Linked DNA regions of Siniperca chuatsi: region 1 is linked to region 2. Evidence: chromatin contacts called from public Hi-C data. All regions are on one chromosome and are shown on one strand. Each heading gives the region's core, a stretch centred on a gene start, on an enhancer-like site or on the middle of the called end of the contact. The rest is flanking DNA. Distances are from core to core; before and after follow the strand shown. Region 1 holds the start of sema4gb (semaphorin-4G). Region 2 overlaps mrpl43 (39S ribosomal protein L43, mitochondrial).

Region 1 (3,007 bases), core at 311-2,810, 41 kb before region 2:
CAGAATGAATCCTTATGCAAAGTCTGGATATATCTGATTTAGTAGTTTAAAGCAGAAAAGGGAAGGAAAGTTTGCTTCAGACTATTAATCACCTGCTTATGAACAAATAAAATCCTCGTGGAAACAATATAATTGGGTTATTTTCTACTGTTTTGGGTGACTTTGTCTCTAAAATACATATATAGTATACTTCTAAATAAATGGTGTATTCATTCATTTGTGTATCTGAGAATCACTATTGTGCTATACATTTCCATTTTAAAGTGTAAACAATATACCTGTGAAACTAATTTAAATTTTAATAGTTTTCACATCAACCACTACACTTTTAAAGGCTGCATGTTTGCACAATTAAATCACTGTTGCATTTCTGTTGCAAACAACCTTACTCTTCACCATGACTGTTGAATGAACTCAGACAAGTCAGTCAGTCACTGTTGTAGAGCTCAGATTTAGCCTGTTTAAGTTCCAACTTAATATGTTAAAACATACCTTTGTTTTCAGTTTCCATCTCTACATCAGTCACCATGTTAATGTCAAGTAGCTCTGGAAGAGTGTTGGACCATCATGTATCTCCCTCTATTATTAAATTTCAATGGGAACAAAAAGGAAAGAGTAGAACAAACAGGAAAAGAGCTTGTGCTTTCAGAAGGAACTTCAGGAATTACCCTGTTTGTGACAATCTGAACTATAGATGATGGTATATCGAATTATATAGGCCCAGATATATACTAGTAGCCTATATGGCACATGTAATTTAGACCACTGTCCTAAAACATTTATGTAAATAGGTGGATTTCCATGGAAGAGAATGGAAGAGGGAACAGGAAAAAGACTTATTCCTTGAATTTTAATCTTTCCATCTCTTCTCCAGCAGGTGTCAGTCACGAGGCACAGATCACATGGATACTATTCAGACTATATTTAGAGACACAGTAGGAAACATTAAAATAAATGCTAAGAAAGTGCTTAGTACAGTTTTCAGGCAATCTTAAGAAACAATAACATTCCTATAATATTCATAACGAAAGGTATAGGTAAAATGTTATTTCTATTTCTATGTGGACTTCATAGCTTCCTATATTAAACACTGAAAGATCATGCCATTAATGTACTTTATTTTTTCTTCTTCCACCCATTAAGTGCTATTTTTAAATTCTATTTAAGCTTTATTTAATCGTGAAAGCCTCATTGAGTGTCCAGGTCAAGATAGGCTGCAACAACAGTGAGTTACAGACATTAAAAACACACATATAGTAATATCCGAACAGAATATTATAGGCCTATAATTTATAATAATCTTACCAGGACATAAAATCATAAAAATAAAAGGCATTCTTCTAAAATTTGTTATATTATTTGAAAAAAAATCTCCATAACAAAAATAACCCCAAAACACAACGTTTATGTATCAAGACAACGAAAAATACATGAGGAAACTGTGTGGTCATTAGATAAGGCATGTGGACTTGAGGCTATGAATCCTGTGTGTGTGTGTGTGTGTGTGTGTGTGTGTGTGTGTGTGTGTGTGTGTGTGTGTGTGTGTGACGGGGGGTGGGGGGAGACTTGGTTGTGAGCACTGGGTAACTGCAGCAGCAGTAGCAGCAGAGGAGCTCGCTGTTTCGCGAGAGAGAGGACGACTCTGAGGATTTTTTTTGTGGACTTCAGGAAACAAGCAGGTGCGTCGGTCTTTACCGCTTTATTGCTTTCACCTTTTACCGCAGCCGCTGTGCTTCTTTTCCACTTTTCCTACGCACACACTCTCTGTACATTGGTCTGTACTCAGGTGAAGGTGATTAAAGAGTGTGCGTTGCTGCTTTCCCTCGCAGTGCTGCAGTCCAGGTCGGACAGGTGCACATGGGTGGATGGTTGCACGTTCATAGCGCGTGCGGACTCCTTGCAGACCATATAAGCCTGTTTTATTTGACTTAATTCCATATTGGTGCAAGTTAAACGATGAATTACTGTTCGGTTATTAGTATTACCAGATCCATATTAGGACGGTAGTGAAGCCACTTATTCTTACGAGCTGACGGCATGGTTCAGTCAAAGGTAAGATAGAAAATCATAGCCTATACTTAATATGTTGCTTATCTGTTTTTAAGCTGTGTTCCTGTCTTTCTTTTGGAAGAAGTAGAGGTGAATGTAAGCATGATGAGACAAAGAAGAGTGGAAAGAGAGGAGGGCGGTTAGGCTGAGTATCTTCAGTGGTTTGTTGTAAAAAGTTCATTAAACTAAAACCATCAAACCTTGGGTTCTTGCTCTTAACAGGACATGAATGAGATAGAGCTGTAACGTTGGTCCGAAATTAGTTTAATAAGCTGGGTACAGTTTCTAATAAGTCACCCTTTATAAAGGGTTTACAATCAGTTAGTAGTGGCTTTATTAATGTTAATACATCATTTACTAATGCTTAATAGATCAGATATAAGCCATTAATACATTTTGGGCTGCCAGGTTGGGTAAAAGAAGTATCCAGATCCTTTAGTTGTGTAAAAGTGGAAATACCATAATGTCAAATACTCCATTACAAGTAAAAGTCCTGCATTCAAAATCTTACTTGGGTAAAAGTACAAATGTATTATCAGCTAAATGTACTTGAAGTATCAAAAGTGATAATACTTTTTATGCACAATGGACCTTTCCATGTGTGTATATATATATATATATATATATATATACTGATGCTACTGATGCATTAATGTGTTAACAATATTTTAGTGTTCTGGTAGATCGAGTTGGAGCTATTTTTAATTAATTTATATACTTTCGGATAGTTTAATATATAACAATCAGCATATTTTACAAGTTGATGAATTATATGTCTTGTATGTAAAATCTTAATTTGAAAAGTAACTTGTAACTATTCTGTCAAATAAATGTGTAATAAATGTATGATATTTCCCTCTCAAATAAAGTAAAGTGTAAACAAGTGTAAAATGGAAATTAAAAAGTAAACTACAAATACTTTAAAATTCTACTTAAGTACAGTAATTTATTACCTCCA
Region 2 (3,124 bases), core at 472-2,971:
TTCCCATTGGGGGGAGCGGGTGTGATGAGAGCACAGTGGCTCTGATATCTGCAATTGGTGCCATAGATAAATTAAAATGCAGGAAGTGAGCATGAAACAGCAGAAAACATTGTCACATCATCAGCAAATGTTTTATTAAAACAGGCTAAACAGCTAAAGCCACCACAATGTCTGGTTTGGTGATATAAGTTTAGAGATCATGTAAAGTTAGCCACTTCTATTGGCTAAGCAGTGACAAACAGTAACTGCAGTCTATATGTCTGAGGGTAAGTTAAAGGGAGAGGGCATTCACATCCATAAACGCAACTCAAATACAGATATTTGGGAGAAAATTAGTAAAATCAGCATCAGTGTCCCGCTGCAGAGCTCAGCTTCACTGCCTCTCGCTCATCAACATCCTCTGCAGTCATCTCACGCTCTTATCCTACATAAATTTTCACAGATAGCCTAACAATTTCCTGCGGCCAGAGTTATATATGCCAGCAGACTGGTATCCATCAATCAGCAGAAACAAGCAATCTGTCCTGGGGGCACCTTTCACGTTCACTCCATAGGAGTCTGCTTATTTGTATTCATCTGATGACTAGTACTTGGTTGTATGGATGTATTTTTGTTAAGAAGAATACAGAGGTCACCTGTGGAGGGAAAGTAGGGTCAACCGGCATGCCTTTTGCAGTCAAAAATGATGAATTCAGGGTAAAAACTGCAAAGAAAGCAGCAAGTAGTTTTGCCAACATCCACCTTGTTAAATTTAAACAAATCACCCACTAGAGAAGTGTTAGTTTTCTGTTCCTCTTAGAGCCGATAGAGGACAGCTCTGTGCTGAAGGTTAAGACTTGTCCCTCAAGCTATCACACAACCATCTGTCATGTTCATTTAAGATCATTTAAGGTTGTGCAGAGAGGAAACCTTCAAACTTCAGTATTAAGCTGTAAAAACATACATTACCCGTTTCATACAAATAAAAACAGGTGTACATCTGTGTTGTCTTAAATCAGTCAGTCAGACTTAACGATGCAGACAGCACCACTGCAATCAGTTTTGCTGTGTTGATCTTTTTCTGACAAGCTGTTCAAATACAACGAAAGAAAATCTAAATTTAAACACAAATGCCATCATTTGCACAAAAAATATTTTCTTTATTTCATACATTTGCTCTCGAAGTGATGCAGTTTATTACACTAATCTTCAAATAACCTTAAGATTAAACGGTTATCTGCTTTTTAATATGCCAGCTGACAAGCCTCTGGTGGATTCATGTAAAACCTATTTAAATGTGGCATTCAGAGCTGGTGCTGTGTGCACTTTCCTGCACAGCCAAAGTGGCTTTGCTGCCACCACCAGACAGAAGGGCAAGGTAAAAAATATTCAGTCGATAGTGGGGTCTTCTGCAGAATTATCCAACAAACAAAATGGAAAATTGCTGCAAAAATGAGAACCACCTGACCTGTGATAATAATTTAGATTGCAGACACTTTTAAAAAAAAGGACATATCTTGCAAGAGTAATGAGAAATTAAGCACAAAGGTTCTGACTTTAAACTCAAACTTCAAACTTTAAGTTAGTCCTTATTCGGAGTTCTGTTTCTGTGGCCTGATGGGGCCGATAGACAGGGGCCGGTTGGTGAATGGGTGCCACTGGCCCTGGATACTGGGGTTGTCTGTGTGGAAGGGCTTGCGGATGCGGATGACGTCCAGGCCAGACTGATTGGTCAGCTTGGTCAAGAGCTCTGAAATCTGCGGAGATGTTTTGCTTGTGACGATTTCTTCCCTCACGTTGCCGTTTACTGCAGGAAGGAAAAAGAGGAAATAACTAAGCAGGAGTGAGGAGCAACTCATGAGTGAGGAGTGAGGAAAAGTACATACTTTTCTTATTGACAAACCTGCCTGTTGTGAAATGTAACAGTGTCAACAAGAACATATGATTCTGGGTGAGACTATTTAACAAGTCATTTGAAACCCCCAGTGGCATTTTCAGAAAAAACAGTGTTATACTGCCCCCTACAGTATCTAGGCGTAGTAACAAATATAATCCCATACTACTTTACTGAAGTTCACTTTTCATGTTTCTTATACATTTATTGCTTAAACTTGTCACACACTTCACCAAAAAGATTGATTATATCCCTGAACCTGACCTTTCAACTGTAAAGCATGCCTATGATTTTCAACAAGTAGCATTTTGATGTTTCAGCATGGCCAAAGTACAACTTTTTAATAGAACAATTTGCTTCAGAAGTCTGCTTAACATTTTGATGATATCAATAACAATGACAAAGAAAGTATTTTGTCATTGTTTTTTGTTTTATTGTTAGCCCTCGCTGGAAGGCAGAATTGATACTGAGTGCATTATCCTGGTGTAATACATTAAAGTAAGTATTGTAACTAAATAGTTCACTAAACAGGCCTTAAAAACGTGATTGAGAACACAGGAAAATAATGCAGCAAGTATTAATGTGGTAACACTTTATTTTACACTACAACTTACCCACAGTTTAATATCCTAGAAAGGAGCTGATATGTGACTATAAATTCCTATGTAATTACTGTGTAATTTGGTACTAATTATCAGGGAAATTGAGACAATGTTCTCCAGGCAAACATATATGGAGAATACAATAATACATGGCTCTTTACTTGGGTGTAAAGGATCTCTGTATGTTTTTCAAGTCATTTTAGCAGTTCTTTCAAATAAATTCCTTTGGAAATCATCCACTGCTTATAAACTCAACACAACTAGCTTAACTCATACAACTGTCTCAGAAATGTATTTTCCCTGTGATCAGAACCAAATTACACAGTTCTTTTAGAGGAACTTTCTAGGAAATATTTAGGAAATTGCGGGACCTGTAAAATAAAGCATTATTCTATATGTGAAAACGTGCTATAATGAGGAAAGGAATTCAGGATTAGTCAGATGTCCCATCAAAACACAAATTCATGAGCACTTACAGTATTCTGCAACTATTTTGGGTATCCTGCATGCCTGAGGAGACACATACACGACAGTTGCAGGGTTCTTCTTGGCATAATCCACCACTCCCTCTTCAATAAACTCCCTGAAGAGAAGGGAAGAAGACAAAGATGCTGTGGTCACTCTGCTCTTTGAGTGGTAGGTAACAGGT

Evidence for each region. A called contact is a pair of places that touch in the nucleus more often than the background predicts.
Region 1: a contact with region 2 is called in a Hi-C map of liver, with 2.3 times the contacts expected there. The contact joins the promoter of sema4gb here to the enhancer-like site in region 2. A contact is called at or near these places in 3 of 3 Hi-C or Micro-C datasets (liver, skeletal muscle and an unstated tissue).

What each region holds. Positions count from the first base shown.
Region 1 is chrLG20:5,854,920-5,857,926 of ASM2008510v1, reverse strand. It overlaps sema4gb (semaphorin-4G), which reads left to right and starts at 1,560. Exons shown (of 15, transcript XM_044178387.1): 1 at 1,560-1,679.
Region 2 is chrLG20:5,813,673-5,816,796 of ASM2008510v1, reverse strand. mrpl43 (39S ribosomal protein L43, mitochondrial) reads right to left here. Exons shown (of 3, transcript XM_044178390.1): 2 at 2,952-3,058; 3 at 113-1,786. The coding sequence ends at 1,569. Among protein-coding and RNA genes, the nearest start is that of mrpl43, 2.9 kb to the right of the region's middle. Within about 2 kb of position 1,721, the one cell type or tissue checked has an H3K27ac peak away from gene starts, as active enhancers do. A contact at or near this core is called in liver, where this site is marked.